Regions from separate parts of the Mus musculus genome. Here regions 1 and 2 are each linked to region 3. A link is a contact called in public Hi-C and promoter capture Hi-C data. All regions are on one chromosome and are shown on one strand. Each heading gives the region's core, a stretch centred on a gene start, on an enhancer-like site or on the middle of the called end of the contact. The rest is flanking DNA. Distances are from core to core; before and after follow the strand shown.

What was found. Promoter capture Hi-C pulls out the DNA fragments that hold promoters and counts their contacts. A called contact is a pair of places that touch in the nucleus more often than the background predicts.
Region 1: a Hi-C map of muscle stem cells shows a contact between it and region 3, with 4 times the contacts expected there. The contact joins the enhancer-like site here to the promoter of 4930524O08Rik in region 3. A contact is called at or near these places in 3 of 484 Hi-C or Micro-C datasets (embryonic stem cells, muscle stem cells and pre-B cells) and 1 of 9 other capture datasets (adipose tissue).
Region 2: a contact with region 3 is called in a promoter capture Hi-C map of stem cell-derived epiblast-like cells, with 5 times the contacts expected there. The contact joins the promoter of Adamts7 here to the promoter of 4930524O08Rik in region 3. A contact is called at or near these places in 10 of 39 promoter capture datasets (the 3T3-L1 cell line, cranial neural crest, embryonic stem cells and 6 more) and 4 of 115 datasets of contacts at active chromatin or transcription factors (bone marrow-derived macrophages, embryonic stem cells, pancreatic cancer cells and 1 more).

The regions. Positions count from the first base shown.
Region 1 is chr9:90,198,228-90,202,835 of GRCm38.p6, forward strand. It overlaps Tbc1d2b (TBC1 domain family, member 2B), which reads right to left. Exons shown (of 13, transcript NM_194334.2): 13 at 3,820-4,608. Adamts7 (a disintegrin-like and metallopeptidase (reprolysin type) with thrombospondin type 1 motif, 7) reads left to right here. Exons shown (of 24, transcript NM_001326351.1): 24 at 1,487-1,875. The coding sequence ends at 1,644. Among named protein-coding and RNA genes, the nearest start is that of Adamts7, 38 kb to the left of the region's middle. Within about 2 kb of position 3,129, at least 46 of the 459 cell types and tissues checked have an H3K27ac peak or open chromatin away from gene starts, as enhancers often do. A contact at or near this core is called in adipose tissue and muscle stem cells, where this site is marked.
Region 2 is chr9:90,160,968-90,165,600 of GRCm38.p6, forward strand. Adamts7 (a disintegrin-like and metallopeptidase (reprolysin type) with thrombospondin type 1 motif, 7) reads left to right here and starts at 2,011. Exons shown (of 24, transcript NM_001326351.1): 1 at 2,011-2,347. The coding sequence starts at 2,278.
Region 3 is chr9:89,824,766-89,829,354 of GRCm38.p6, forward strand. 4930524O08Rik (RIKEN cDNA 4930524O08 gene) reads left to right here and starts at 1,754. Exons shown (of 6, transcript NR_040735.1): 1 at 1,754-2,472.

The sequences.
Region 1 (4,608 bases), core at 1,879-4,378, 370 kb after region 3:
CTTGCCTTTGGGGCTGATAATGTCTATGGCTCTCTTCTGTTTCTCTCGTCAAGCTCAGGGTTGGCAGAGAATACGGTAGCTATGGTCCCAGGTGGTGCAGATAGGGAGAGGGCAGGAATTCAGGCTCTATCCGAAATAGCGTGGCTCAGGAGGCTGTGGGTTTGCAAGGTCTCCAAGAGGAATGGGAAGGGTGGGCTTAGCAGGGACCCAAAGCCTATCCATGTGAAGGGCCTCCCTGTGCCCCTACCCGCCTTCCCAGCACCCTCCCCCTCTCAAGTAAAGGGAGCCAATCAGGGAAGACTCTAGGATCGCAAGTTCCTGGAGCTTCCAGGATGTTTTGATGGTTTGTGGGATTGTTCAACAGGACATTTGGAAATCCTGGAAACTCCAGGGTGTGTGATCACCGTGGCAAGGCAGCTCACATGCCGGGTCATGTGACCTTCCCCAGGGAGGTGGGGGCTGTTATCAAGAGGAAACCTTCACTCAGTGCTTAGGTCTGCTGGAGGTCACCCAGGGGAACTAGTGTGTCAGTTTGGAGTTGCTGCCGAAAGGATAGGGTGGAGGGGCTTGTCTGCTGTCTTGTTCCCTCCGCTGCACCTGGGGATGTCCCAGACCAGGGCCCACAGCTGCCCTCCTGTGCTTCCTCCCTAGGGAATCTGCAGAAGTAAGCAGGGGTCTGGGCAGCTGTGGCTTCAGCAGCAGCAACAGCAAAGCAGTAGCACTGGGAGGAAGGCCAAGGGTCTGGACGCAAGCCACTTTCCAAAATAGTCTTCCCGGGAGAGCCAGCCAGGCCTCAGATTGTGACAACTAGGGCTGACGACTCTCCCTTCCCTGTGCCCTGCCACCAGGGGCCTGACCCAGGCTTTGGTTCCTACTGATGATCTCTGTGGCCTTGGCCAAGTCCAACTTTCTGGGCTTCACCACCCAACAAAATAGGCTGTCCTGCCACACAAAGGTTCAGGGTGAACATGGTCCACAGGAGACTGGGAGGGTGTGTGTGTGTATGGGGGTGGGGCAGTGATGACAGCAAAGGCATGTGGGACCAATGGAGGTGGCAGACTGTAGAGTGGATGCATATTAACAGTGTCTGACACACTGACAAGTGGTGGGCCTGATCCTGTCCAGTACCAGGGGTGAGCAGGGAGAAAGATGGGGCCGAGAGGTTTACATCGCTGCCAGTAGGCTCTTGGGTATCTTCTGAGGTGGTAAAGGATGGGGTCTTTGAACTTTTCTTCCAGAAAGCTAAGTCCCAACACTGTCAGTAGTTCAAGGGCAGGTGAGGCAGGGACAAGAGCTGGGGACCTGGGGTTCTGATTCTGGGGCTATCCTTCAGAAACCCAGTTTCTTGTTGGTTGCTATTCTTCCTAAGGCAATAGGGAAAGGGGCTTTTCAGTTGAATCACGGGGTGACAAAGTGTGGTTCTGGAGGCCATGCCCACTGATTCTGACCACTGCACCTCCTCTCCTCTCTTCCCTTCCCATCCCAGGTTGTGAGCGGGATCGCCTGTCCTTCAATTTCTGTGAGACGCTGCGCCTGCTGGGCCGCTGCCAGCTGCCCACCATCCGCGCTCAGTGCTGCCGTTCATGTCCCCCACTCAGTCGTGGTGTCCCTTCCCGAGGCCATCAGCGGGTAGCCAGACGGTAAACCGAGGAAGGCACCATTAGAATGCACAGACTGACCCTTGACACACAGACCTCAGTGCCCCACCACAGGCTGCGGTGGAGCCCCCTGCTCCTCGTGCCCTAACGGTGCTAACCCCACCCCTGCACGGTGGCAGGCTGGGGACCCCCTTTCCTTTCAGAAAAGGTATTTTTTTATTCTAACAGTTTGCACATTTGTTATTATTTTACATAAATGAGTATCTACCCTTTCAGAGTGGTTTGGCCTTGTCTTTGGATCTGGAGACTCTCCAATGTGACCCCGCCCTACCCACCTCTTGTCAAATGGCTACTACCCTGTCCCCTGTTGGAAGTCAGAGCAGTCAGCAGCTTCTCTGTTTCTTTGGGGGCAAATCAGCATAACCAGCACAGAGGCCATGAAAAGCAGCCTAATGTAGACACGCAAGGTCTTGAAGGCGGTGGAGGTGGCTTCTAGGGAAGCGGTATCCCCAGAGGGTTACATGGTATGAGCAGGAAGGTCTTTGCAGGAGGTACAGGTTGGCAAGAGATCCAGGGAGTCCTGTTCAATGTCCCTGATCATTCTTCACCTCTGCCTGCTATCTTCCATGAAGGTCCTCAGAGACCTGTGTTTCACAGAAATAGAGGCAGGTGTACTCATGCATCAAGCTGTCCTGTCTCCCATGGGGACTACCTGGGGCATGATAGTAGGTAAGGCTCAGATGTGCTACTTGAGAGCGGCTGGGCATGCAGGTACTTTGAAGAGGATCCTGGTTAGTGATAGGGTATTAATAACTAAGCCTTCCTCCCAGGCTAGGCCCCTGACTGCCCTTTCCTTCTGGCTGTGAGCCATCTTCAGGAGTCTTCTGGATGGCATTATGGGTCCTCCTCCAAGTTTGAGGCCCTGAGGTTCCAGGGGGGCACCTGTCCCATTTTATTTGCCAGAGTGAGGTGCACGTGGAAGCATGAAGGCACTCGGCCACTGAGAACATGGGCACACTGGAAGTCGCTCCCTGAGACTATGAAAGGGCATCAGGGGGGTGGACCCAGTCAGTGTTACGCCTGTCCTGTGACTTGCTCTACCTAGGAGTGGGGAGACTGGAGTGGGGGTTGGCGCTCTCAGGGGTCAAGATGTTCACCCAGCTCTGGGTTCCATATGCTCCTGCCATCTCATCCTGAAGTCAAACAGGTGAGAAGGTCACAGTGGAGGGAAGGGACTGGCCCAGGAGTACATACCTAGGAGGTACAGGCTCAGTATAGCTCTTAAACCTTGAACCCCTACCTCCTATTCTGGGCTCCCGGTACATGGCTCGGTCAAAGTCAGGCAGTCTATCAGGTCACTCAGGAGAGCAAGTCCCTGGTGGCTTGTGTGCGTCCAGGCACTACCATGCTGTGGGTGGAGAAGCTTATTGGATTTGTTGCTTACTTGTGCCTGCAACAGCCCCGTGGGCCCAAAGAGGCCCCAGGGATCCACTCTGAGTAATGGCTTCCTATAACCTTGCCTAATCCACTCCCATGGCAACTCCTCACAAAGATGGGAGCAGAGCCATTTCCTTGCCCAAGACTCGTACACAGCAGGGGCTGGCACTGTGGCGGAGCCCTAGGGTCCGTGACCCAGCTCTGGCCTCTGCCATTACTGTAGTAATGCTGTGTGGCCTTAGGAGCTCCCCTGGCCTTGCTGAATAAATCTGTCTCCCAAAGACCAGCAGCAGTGTAATAGGTCTAGGCCTACACTGAAGAGCCCTGGTTGAACTCCCCTCCCACCCCCCCCTCCCACCGTCGGAAAGACATTTGGTCCTAATCATTCTTGGTTTTTTCCAGAGATGTCTGGGGGAGTCCCTCGTGGCAGCTGGGCCTGAGCTGTCCACACAGACAGGAGGCAAACAAGCCGTGACTCAGGCTGGGCATGCACAGCTGGTGCAAAAGGGTGCCTATCTCCCAAGGGGGGAGGTGTGGGGTGGGTAAACTGTCTGGAAACAGGCAGCATTTCACTTATGACTTCAGCCTCTGCCCATAGTTCACCCATGGTACTCAGGGCAACTGAGGCCTACCAGTGTCAAGAAGGGCACCCTGTCTCCCATTCCAGTGGAACCAAGAGAAGACACATAAGAATCATGAGGCTGGCAAACTGGAGAAGGCCCTCATGTACACCCCATACCACAAGACCACGTAGAGGCTTCTGTCACAAATGACTACACCTACCTTTTGAGGCAGAATGTAATAAAAATTAGTTTATTTCTTCCTTTACAAGTCTACATTTAACTCAAGGATGAGCAGGGAAGCTGCTGTGATATGAAAGGACAGTCATTTGGCAGTGTGCCCTCAAGTCCCCTAGTTGCCCACAGGAGCAGAGCCTCATACATCGGGCTTGCATCTAGCCTCTGTCTTCGAGGACTTTCCTGACCAGCCACCCACCCAGAGGTCGCTGCATCAGGACACCCACTGTACTGAGGGAGAGGGGTTTGTGCGGTAACATAGTGTGGTAACCTGACTGGGTACTGCCCAGAGTACTTCCTGTATCAACAGACCACAGCTAACAAACACCAGAGAAGTACATGCTGACCAGTGACTGCTGTTCGGGTGTTATCACGGCTAGAAGTAGCCCCTGAGGCTACCTGGGTGAGCAGAGGAGAGGGACAGTCAAGGCTAAGAGGAAAAGGTGGCACAAGAGGGACCTGCAATCTGGGAGGCTCGGGTTGATATAAATACATACAGGGGAGTCGTGCACACAAAATAGAACTTGTTATATAAAAGTTGTACAGGATCTAGAAAAACCTTAATATAAAATAGTCTATAAAAATATAAAATGTAGTGAAAATATAAAAGTGTCAACGGTTGGAATATCGGTAGGTCCCACCAGACGGGGCGCCAAGCGCAGGGTGCTCCTCTACTGTGGCACGTGCATTTGGACCCACACGCTGGAGGCTGTGCTTTGGCTTTCTCAGCCCACGAGGCTCACCAGGCAGGAGCCATGCGTTGCATGCTGGGTAAA
Region 2 (4,633 bases), core at 761-3,260, 340 kb after region 3:
TTTCTTTCTTTCTTTCTTTCTTTCTTTCTTTCTTTCTTTCTTTCTTTCTTTCATGCAGTTGTTTCTGTCTGGTCATTGTTGTTCACAGATCAAATGGATATGTAATCGTGGCAGCTTTCTGTGACCATCACATAGAAAATAGATCTCTGTTTTCAAGCTGTTTATTTTCCTCAGTGTGCTTCGTGGTGGCTGGTTCCATTTCAACATTTTCCTATGTGCTTGTTATGTGACTTCATTCAGAGTCTGGACTCATTGATTTTTTTTTTTTTTTTTACAGCTGCATCCCTTGGTCCTGCAGCAAAACCTAGCACTTATGGACTTATGGACTGAGCAGCTTGCTAAGAAGAGGACATGTCCAGGATGCAGTGGCCGATCAATCTAAAGATTTCTGGCTTTGAGGCTTGTATGAGGGTAGATGAGGGACTGAGGAGGAGGCAACTGCTATGAACAACCCTCTGGAGAAGCTTGAGAAGAGGGCAGAGGGACAAGTAGGAGTTACAAGGGATGCGTAGCCACAGGGGGTACATCAGTGTCTACTAGGGATAGAATGTTTTAGACTGAGGGTTAGTAGCTCATGGAAACCATGGACAGAAGAAAATATTGGAACTGAATCCTTTTGGGAAGACGGAGGGAGAGGGTTGCAGAGTCCTGGTGAGATCATTTTCCAACAGTGCAAAGTGTTTGCTCTGCATATTCAGAAAGAGAAAGTAGGTGCCAGCTTTCCGTACCTTTGCACTGGGTGGGAGATGTTCAGGAAGATGGGATAGCCTTTGTTGTTCCTGCCACTGTCAGAGGTGGGGGGGTGGGGGGGGAGAGGGAAGATGGAGCCCGAAGAGGTCAAAGGGTAAAGAGAAGAAAGATGACAAGGGACTAGAGGACACAAAACGAAATAAACCAACAACAATCTCCGCTGCAGGGGATGTCACAGCCTCAGGTGGTACCAAGACCTAAAAGAACTAAGATGGAGACATTGAGGATGACTGTGAGGAGAGCAGATGTCGATGCATTACACACATCTCCCTAGAGCTAAGAGAGCCGGACAGCAGAGAGATACAAGTGAGCTCTCTGGTAGGAGAAACACCATGAAACTGCCAATGAGCCGTATGGGTCCCTGTGTACCTTGGTGGGCACAAAGAGTGGCCAAGGGGGAGAAGAAGGATTGTACAAGTACATCACTGTCAGGGTAGAACCAGGCTCAGTGAAGGTGTGTGTGTGTGTGTGTGTGTGTGTGTGTGTGTGTGTGTGTGTGTGTGTGTGTGCGCGCCCGCGCGCGCCCGCGTGCATGTTCTCCTGAGTCTGCTCCTGGAAGTATAGGCTAAAGGGGATGTGGATTAGGGCCACCAAGGACAGAAGATTTTTAGGAATATGAAGCAAGGTTGGCTGGCTTTCAGGCTACCAGGGTCCCTTCTGAAAGTCTGTAGCCACTGTCTTGGCCCACCAGAGTCTCTAGGCTGTTGGCAGAACGCTGTGCCGAGTCCAGGGAAAACAGACATCTGAAAGCATCTGGAGGCAAGGAATCAGCGAACTGCTGCCCAGTCTAGAAGGGCCCAAGTCTTTCTCCTAGGTTGACTTTGGACACAAATCTAGAATCCCCCGGATCGTGCCTCCTTGCTGTGCCATCTCCGTTCCTTGGGGGTTTCCAGGTTTCTTTCTCTGAAGGGCAGGCATTCTTTGCCTGGGACGCATACCCAAGAATGTCTCTTGAAGCATAGATAGTGACAAGAAACTGCAGAACTCCAGATTTTTTTTGGGAGGGGACGGGGGGGGGGGTAGATCTCGGAGGATACAGACGGCCTGGGCGCGCACCACCGCCAGGGGGACGTCTGTAGCCCTGCGGGCGGTCCGGAGCCTGAGTTGGTAGGGTGGGGACCGTGCTCTGCAAGAGGTGGCCCGCCCGCAGGGCGCTGAGGCCTGGCGGGGGCGGGGCGAGACCGGTGGGGGCGGGGGCAGGAGCCCGCCGGGCGGGGCGGGGGTGGGCGCCCTGCTCCCCCTCCCGCCCTCCCTCCTTCCTTTTCTTTCTTTCTTTCTTTCTTTCTTTTTTTTTTCCTGGGCTTCTCGCTCTCTTTCTTTGCCTCGGCAGCTGGCTGAGGGGGCGGGCCTTGCAGTCTTTGTTGCCGGAGGAGCGAGTGCAGCTGCCCGGCGGCTAGAGTCAGGACCCGGACCTTGGGAAGAGTTTAAAGCCAGGCATGTCCTGAGTCGGACCCAGGCCCGGCTGGGACGCAACGGCGTAGACGAAGGAGTGCACAGGGGTCGTCCTGCGGCCACCCCGTCCGGGCCATGCACCGTGGTCCGAGTCTCCTCCTGATCCTGTGCGCTCTGGCGTCCCGCGTCCTCGGACCTGCATCAGGTGGGTGGCTGAGCCTCTGGGACCCGTCTGACCCTGCCACCCTTTCTGCAATCCCAGCCGCTTCTCTGTGCACCCCGCGCAGGACCGGCTTACTCTGAGACTAGGGATCAGCTGGGGTCGTGTTGGCAGCTGAGAGAAGCTGCACCTACCGGGAGCCATCCTTCAGTTGTCCACTCAGCTGGCATCCGGGACTTGCCACTGGAGTGAGCTTGCACTCTCTTCGGGCTTCGGCTTCCCTGCCGCGCGTGCTGCGCTGAGTGCATCTTTCCCAGGAGAGCGCTCCTCCGAGTGGGCTGGACGATTCGCGCGAGACGGCTTCTTACACACTCCTTCGGGGTGACTCTCCTGGAAAGCAAACTAGCCAGGACGCTGCTGGGGACCGCGCCAGGTCGCAGGTCTACCGGGGTCCGCCGCCTCTCCTCCCAGCTAGGCGGACGTGGGGGTCCGAGTCCCCATCGCCTTTGCATTTCCTGTTTCCCCCTCCCCCAAGTGTTCAAGGGAGGGGAATGGGGGAGCCTGAGCTTCTTCCTCCGCCCTGGGTTAACTCTCCCAGCCCCGCCTGGCCGGCCGGCCTCCGACGAGCCTCTGGCCAGCATCCAGGCTCTTGTTTGGCCGCGACCTGCGTTGTAGCGCGCTTCTGGAGAGTCCGGAGCAGCGGGCCTGGGACTGTGAGAGTCAGGGATGTGGAAGACCCCAGAGCCCGTGTTTAGCACGCTCCAGGCCAAATGGGGGCTGGTTATGTATCTGCAGGTGAGGGATTCAAGGGTATGACAGGGGTGACGGGACTGGAGGGATGAATGAACTCTTGAGTGAGTTGGACCAATATGCATGGGGCAGGGGTGACCTCAAGGAAGATCTGCCCTGAGCCTGATTAGGCCATTTGCCATCCTGGTCAAGATACTGTAGCTGTGGGCCTGGATGCCAGGGACATTTAAAGCACCGAGGAGAACAGCATTTTGGGATTAATCTAACAGTAACATTCGAGAAGTCTGGGTGTGTGAGTGTGTGAGTACCTGCTGGGACCTAGCCTTAACACATTCTTATTTCTCAAAATCTGTTATCAGAACTGCAAGGCAACCAACATGTATAAAAAGTTCTTCTATGGGTATGGAAACAGGTTAAAAGATTAGCGTGAACTGTCAGAGGGGGGCAGTGGAAAGAGAAAGCAGAAACATCCCTTGCTCCTGGGCCCTTGGAAGGTGTGTGTGGTCAGGGGAGGTCCACCTTTTAGGGTTTTTTAAGAGGTCCGAAATACTGAAGATCAGTTGCTTATTACTGGGTAGTAACTGCCAAGTAGTGGCCATTATCTTTATTACTCTGTTAGACAAACGCCATAGGATTTCTTTGATGAGTCTTTGATGAGTCCTGCTATTTGGATTTGTTGCCTGGGGTGCCAGCAGGCCAGTCACCCTCTCTTCACTAATCTAGACTCTGCTGCCCACCAGTGTGGAGCATGTGTCTCTGTAATCCCTCTAGATATGTAATATGGGGCCCTCCTGTTTCTGGTCTCAGAATTTCTGACTCCGAGGATGTGGACTTTTTTTTTTTTTTTTTTTTTTTTTTTTTTTCTGAGCATGGGCTCTTGCTACTGAATGGAGCATCAAAGAGCACGGTCTTGGCTCAGGTTTTAGGAGAATTAGGACTAATTTTTTTTCTCAAGGTCTCCTGGGTTGCCCAGCTGGTCCCCCCCCGCCGCCCCCCATTGTATTTTCCTCTGCATTGCTCTGTGAGCCCTGAGTCTATGTACTTCTGCAGGTCATTTGAAGGGCTGGATTGTAATTTAGTGAAGTGAGGTGAAGGTTAGTACAATGTTGGCATTTCTCTGGCAGAAGCTCTGAAGTGGGAGTTGTCACCTAGGGGGTGACAGAGTCTTTATCACAGCAGTGTGTGCTTTGTGGCAGGAGCAGAGTCATATCAAGGCAAACCTGACCTGGCAGGACACTTTGCCATGAGCCACTGGCCCCCTGCTGGGTGGTGCCAGCTGCTATTCCAAGGCAATTTCAGCTCTGAGGCTCTGTTCCTGTGTAGGTCCCCACTTGTGAATGTATTTGAACCTGCAATTATCCTTTATTGACACTAGGTGCTGATGGTTTCAGCCACCATAGTCTTCTGGTAGGCATGACTAAGAATTACTCATCTTTTAATTCTCTTTGCTTATCTTTTGACATGGTTTAAGGTTGAGGAGGTGACTTGGTTCCTACCGTGCATGCTGAGCAAGTCTGAGGGCCTGACGTTTACAATGGGCTGTCTCTGATGAAGATCTCTCTCATCCCAGTCCATTCCAGT
Region 3 (4,589 bases), core at 504-3,003:
GGGGAGTGTCTTGTCAATCCACCCTTGCATTCGCTTATTTAATAGGCGTAGGGATTTTCAGTGGCCATGACAGTGAGAATTCACAGAACAGTGGGCATGCTATGCACTCCACGCCTAGATTCTGGATATTTGGACTTCAGTAACACAGTGAAGGAGATGGTGACCATGTCACGGGCAAGTGAGGACCAGCCTCAAACAGTCCAGTGTGGACAGAGGCAGACTTGATGGCCACGGTGGTTAGGGAAGAGAGAGTAACACAGAACCCAGCCATAGTGTTCACTGGTGTGGTAGAGAAAGGGAGAAGTGGGATGGGAGGACCTTGTTCTAGCTGGGAATATAAGATGTCCATGAGATCCTGGCCCTCTCAGACCCCAAGGACAAAGATAAGCATAACATTTGAATGCTTGGTAATTTCTCACGTATCCAGGACACCCTCATACAGAAGACTTGGGGTGGGGATCAGGTAAGTGGTGGGAAGTCACTGGTGCCCCAGTGTTGATAAACTGTTCTGTGGGTGTGGCCCTATGTTATTGTGCAGGGAGGGGGGGCCAGGAGAGCTGCCAGTCTCCAGGCCTTGTAAGGAACAGAGAGGACATGTGGACTTCTGCATGAGTGACTTGCCAAGCCCAGTGACAGATCAAAGCAAGGTGTGGGCCAGGGAATGTCAAGATAAGATCCTGTCACCAGGAAATGAGAAACTGAAGAGGAGAGTTATGGGTTGTCCGAAACTGCTATACAGCCAGAAATTCAGTCCAGAAACTGGGACAAGGACCTCAGTCAGACACCTTGGGGACGTGCTCAGAATGCTCTAGTGGACACACCAGTGGCTCCAACAGTTGGGCATGATGTCTCCTGAGGTGCTGAGTGCCCCTCGTCAGTCCTGTGAGTGCCACATGGGCCAGCTGCAAATCACAATTAAAAGCCCAGCGATTCCGTGGTGTCTGGGAGAGGACTAGACATTGTCTTCAGTGAAGGTGTGTGCTCTCCTGTAACAACACCTTTGCAGCCATGTCTCTGTAAGCAACACTAACAAAACTCAGTAGTTCCTCTTTGTAAAGAAGACATGAATGTAACATTGTGGGGCCTAGCTGGGGTGGGAGGAAGGCTCAGCAGGAGAGGCAAAGTGACAGGAAAGGGTAATGGAGGTGACTAGGAGTAAAATACGTGCTATATATGTAAGAGACTGTCATAATAAAACCCATTATCATGCCTAAGTAACATATGCTAAATTTTTTAAAAAACTACATAGTAAAACTTAGAGGAAAATATGCCACACACAGATATACACATGCATTCATACATACATATATAAATATATACACATATACATATATACACAATACATAAATGCACACACATAGATACATACACCCACATATATGCAAACACATAAGCAAATATACACACACACAAATATATACACATATATACTCACATGGACACGCACACAGCCCCACCATCAACACCTTTTCTGGTATGCGATAAGTCACTCTCCAGTTCCAAGACTCAGTTTCTGTAAGTACATGGTGATAACAGGCCTACTTCCCAGAGCTATTGTGAGAATCAAGTGAACTAACCGTGGTGACTTAGCCTCCCTCTTCCACCTCTACTCATGATTTGCAAAAAGGAGACAGAACCGGTCACCGATTCCGTGGCAGTGTGAAACTGACTAGAAACTGAAGCCAGCCATCATCCATCCTTGTAGCTTAACAGAGCCCGCCAGGACTGCCTGTTGTCAGTTCCTGTCTTTGGAGTTCCCAGGGATCACGTTGGGATTACAGGACAGGAAAACCAGCAGGCAGAGGTATACAGAGCTGAGACCATTTGCCCTGGTTGTCAGTTCTGATCTAGGGGACTTGGCTTTTTTTGTTGTTTGTTTGTTTGTTTGTTTGTTGTTTTCTTCATTTTTCTTTGGCTTTTAAAGCACGTCTACTCAGTATTGGTGACCAAAAAGGAGCCCGATGTGAGCGTTCTGAAGGTAAGGCCTCTCCCCTGAAGCTTTATCACTAATGCACTCAAAGCGGCAAAGCCACCTCAAGAAACGCAGACAAAACACTGGACCTTTGTCTCCTACAACTGCTGGTCTGCACAAATGCTCCCTAGACCTCAGGGGATTTCACAGACCTCCTAGATGCCAGGTTGAAGGCTGACAGTGCCCATCCCCCATCACTGCAGTTATGTAAGCCTGCTTCCGGTAAAAGGCCCTGGCGAAAATCACACGCAGTTAGTGGCATCGCCAAGGGAACATTGTCCATCATGTCTCTTTGGGCCTCCTGATGCTCCACTCGATGTGAGAATATGAGGATCAATCAAGAGAAGAGACTAACCTCGAGACAGAGCACTAAATCGAGCAGAAAACAGGAAGGCCTGTCTTGGGCCTCCATTTGCGTAAACCTACAGACGCCATCAACTCCTCCAACAGCCAAGGCCTTTTCTGACCACAAGGGGGCGCCCGCATCATGCTTTAATATAGTACGTGCTTGGGATGTTGAGAGCGTGGAAGACTGCAGTCTCAAAATACAGATAGGGAAACTGAGGCCAGGAGAAAGCAAAGGGTTCCTAAGTCATTCTGGGTAATTTTCTTCTCTGTGATCTTCACTCCCATTAAATTGAGTCATGGCTTCCACCAAGGAATACGTTTTACGGATATTCCTCCGACACCCGGATGAAGAATGCTACTTGCAGACCGCCCCACAAGAGGGAGCACCTGTGAGCCTCTGAGCCCTATACCCACCACGAGCCTTAGACAGAATGAGCTTCGTACAAGATTTTGATCCAGGGATTCTGGCTGGGATGTGGAAATTGCTAGTCTAGGTAGTCTCAGAGGAGACCCACCATCCAGAAGCTTCCCAGATCTAATCCAGAAATGTCTGCAGCTTCCAACATCTAGAGAAGCCTCCGTGAAAAATTCTGCAGGCAACAAGGGTTAAAACCAAGTCGTTCACTTCAGACAGTACTGTCACAAGGCCAAGACAGTCATCAGGGATTGTCACTCAGAGTAACGCTGCTATTTACTCTGCTTGTCCCAATTATCCATCACTGTTTACAAGTAAAGAAAATGACTGTGATGTCGACTCTGACAACCTAGAATGAGCTGGGAAGAAGGTTTTAATGAGGAATTATTTAGATTAGGTTGGCCTGGGGCTATGAAGGAGTTTCGTAATTGGGTGAATTGAGTTGGGAAGACCAACTCATGTAGAAAGCAGGAGGCACCATTTATGGGGTAGGTCCAGGAATGAATGGGTAGAGAGAGGGCTAAGCACTGTCTTACACGTAATTAATGTTTTATCTGTTTCTGTTTAGGGACGTAAGGGGACAAGCTGCTGCTGTTGTAGTTGACCTGTGAACCCTTTCTTCCCTAGCTTGCATTTGTCGGGTACAATGAGGTTCATGGTGTTTAAGAGAGATGTTCTCAGGGATAAAATTACTTCGTTCCCCAGTTTCTCTAGAGAACCCTCACATAAAAAGCAGGAACTGGTGGGTACCTGCTGAGCAGACACCCCAGACTCTTCCAGCGGCTCAGTGACTGCCTCACCGTTTGCACATGTCCCGGCTCTCCACTTATGCCCAGTTCTTCATCCTTACCACCAGGAACTCTGTAGACATTCCCAGATCTGTTTCCTTGGCATGAGTCAGCCTCCCAGAGACAGCCGGGGCCAGCCTGGTGACTGCATAGGGCAGAAGGCTGCCCAGGATTTGTGCCTTCACCATGGCAAGGTGACAAGGAGATTCCTGAGAAGGTGTGTGGTTTCTTCTACATTAGATATTTGGATCCCTGAGGGAAGCAATCTCTTCTAGACCACATGAAAAACAGGCAAGAGTGCCCGAGCACGTACTCACCATTCAGGTGCTCTGGGCTCCACAGGGCAGTGACCGTTTGTTTATTCCAGCCTCCCTCAAATTCAGACTCTCAGATTAAGTGTCTGGACACAGCCACAGAAACCAAAAACATGTAGTTTTTTCCTTCAACGGAGTCTGAAACCAATCGCCATACCACCAAGTCAGGGGGTGCTGATGACACTCCCAGAGCAGACAGACAGTACTGTCCCCTACTGTAGAATAGGAAGGCGTGCCATAGAAGATGGGTTAGTCTGGAATCAGAAAGGGTATCCTAGGGCCCTTCCACTTTTCGTGGGACCTGAAGCTTATAAAGGTGTGTGTATGTGTCTATTTGTATGTGTCTCTGTGTGTGTGTGTGTCTGTCTGTCTATTTCTGTGTATCTGTCTCCATGTGTATGTTTGTCTGTGTCCATAGATCTGTATGTCTGTGTGTCTGTGTGTCTGTATGTGTATCTGTATGTATGTGTGTGTTTCTGTGTGTTTGTATGTGTAAGTGTGTGTCTCTGTGTGTATATCTCTATGTGTATCTGTGTGTCTGTGTGGATTTGCATGTGTAAGTGTATGTATCTGTGTGTATATCTCTATGTGTGTCTGTGTATCTGTATACATGCTCACTTTCAAGGGGTGGGAGCCTGTTTGAACAAAAGGTTAGAAAACCAAAACCAAGTACAAAATCCAAGACTGTGCTTTTAAATGAAGGGGAAAAAAATCACATAATATAATTTCTGTAAAACTTGAAAGTATTGGCA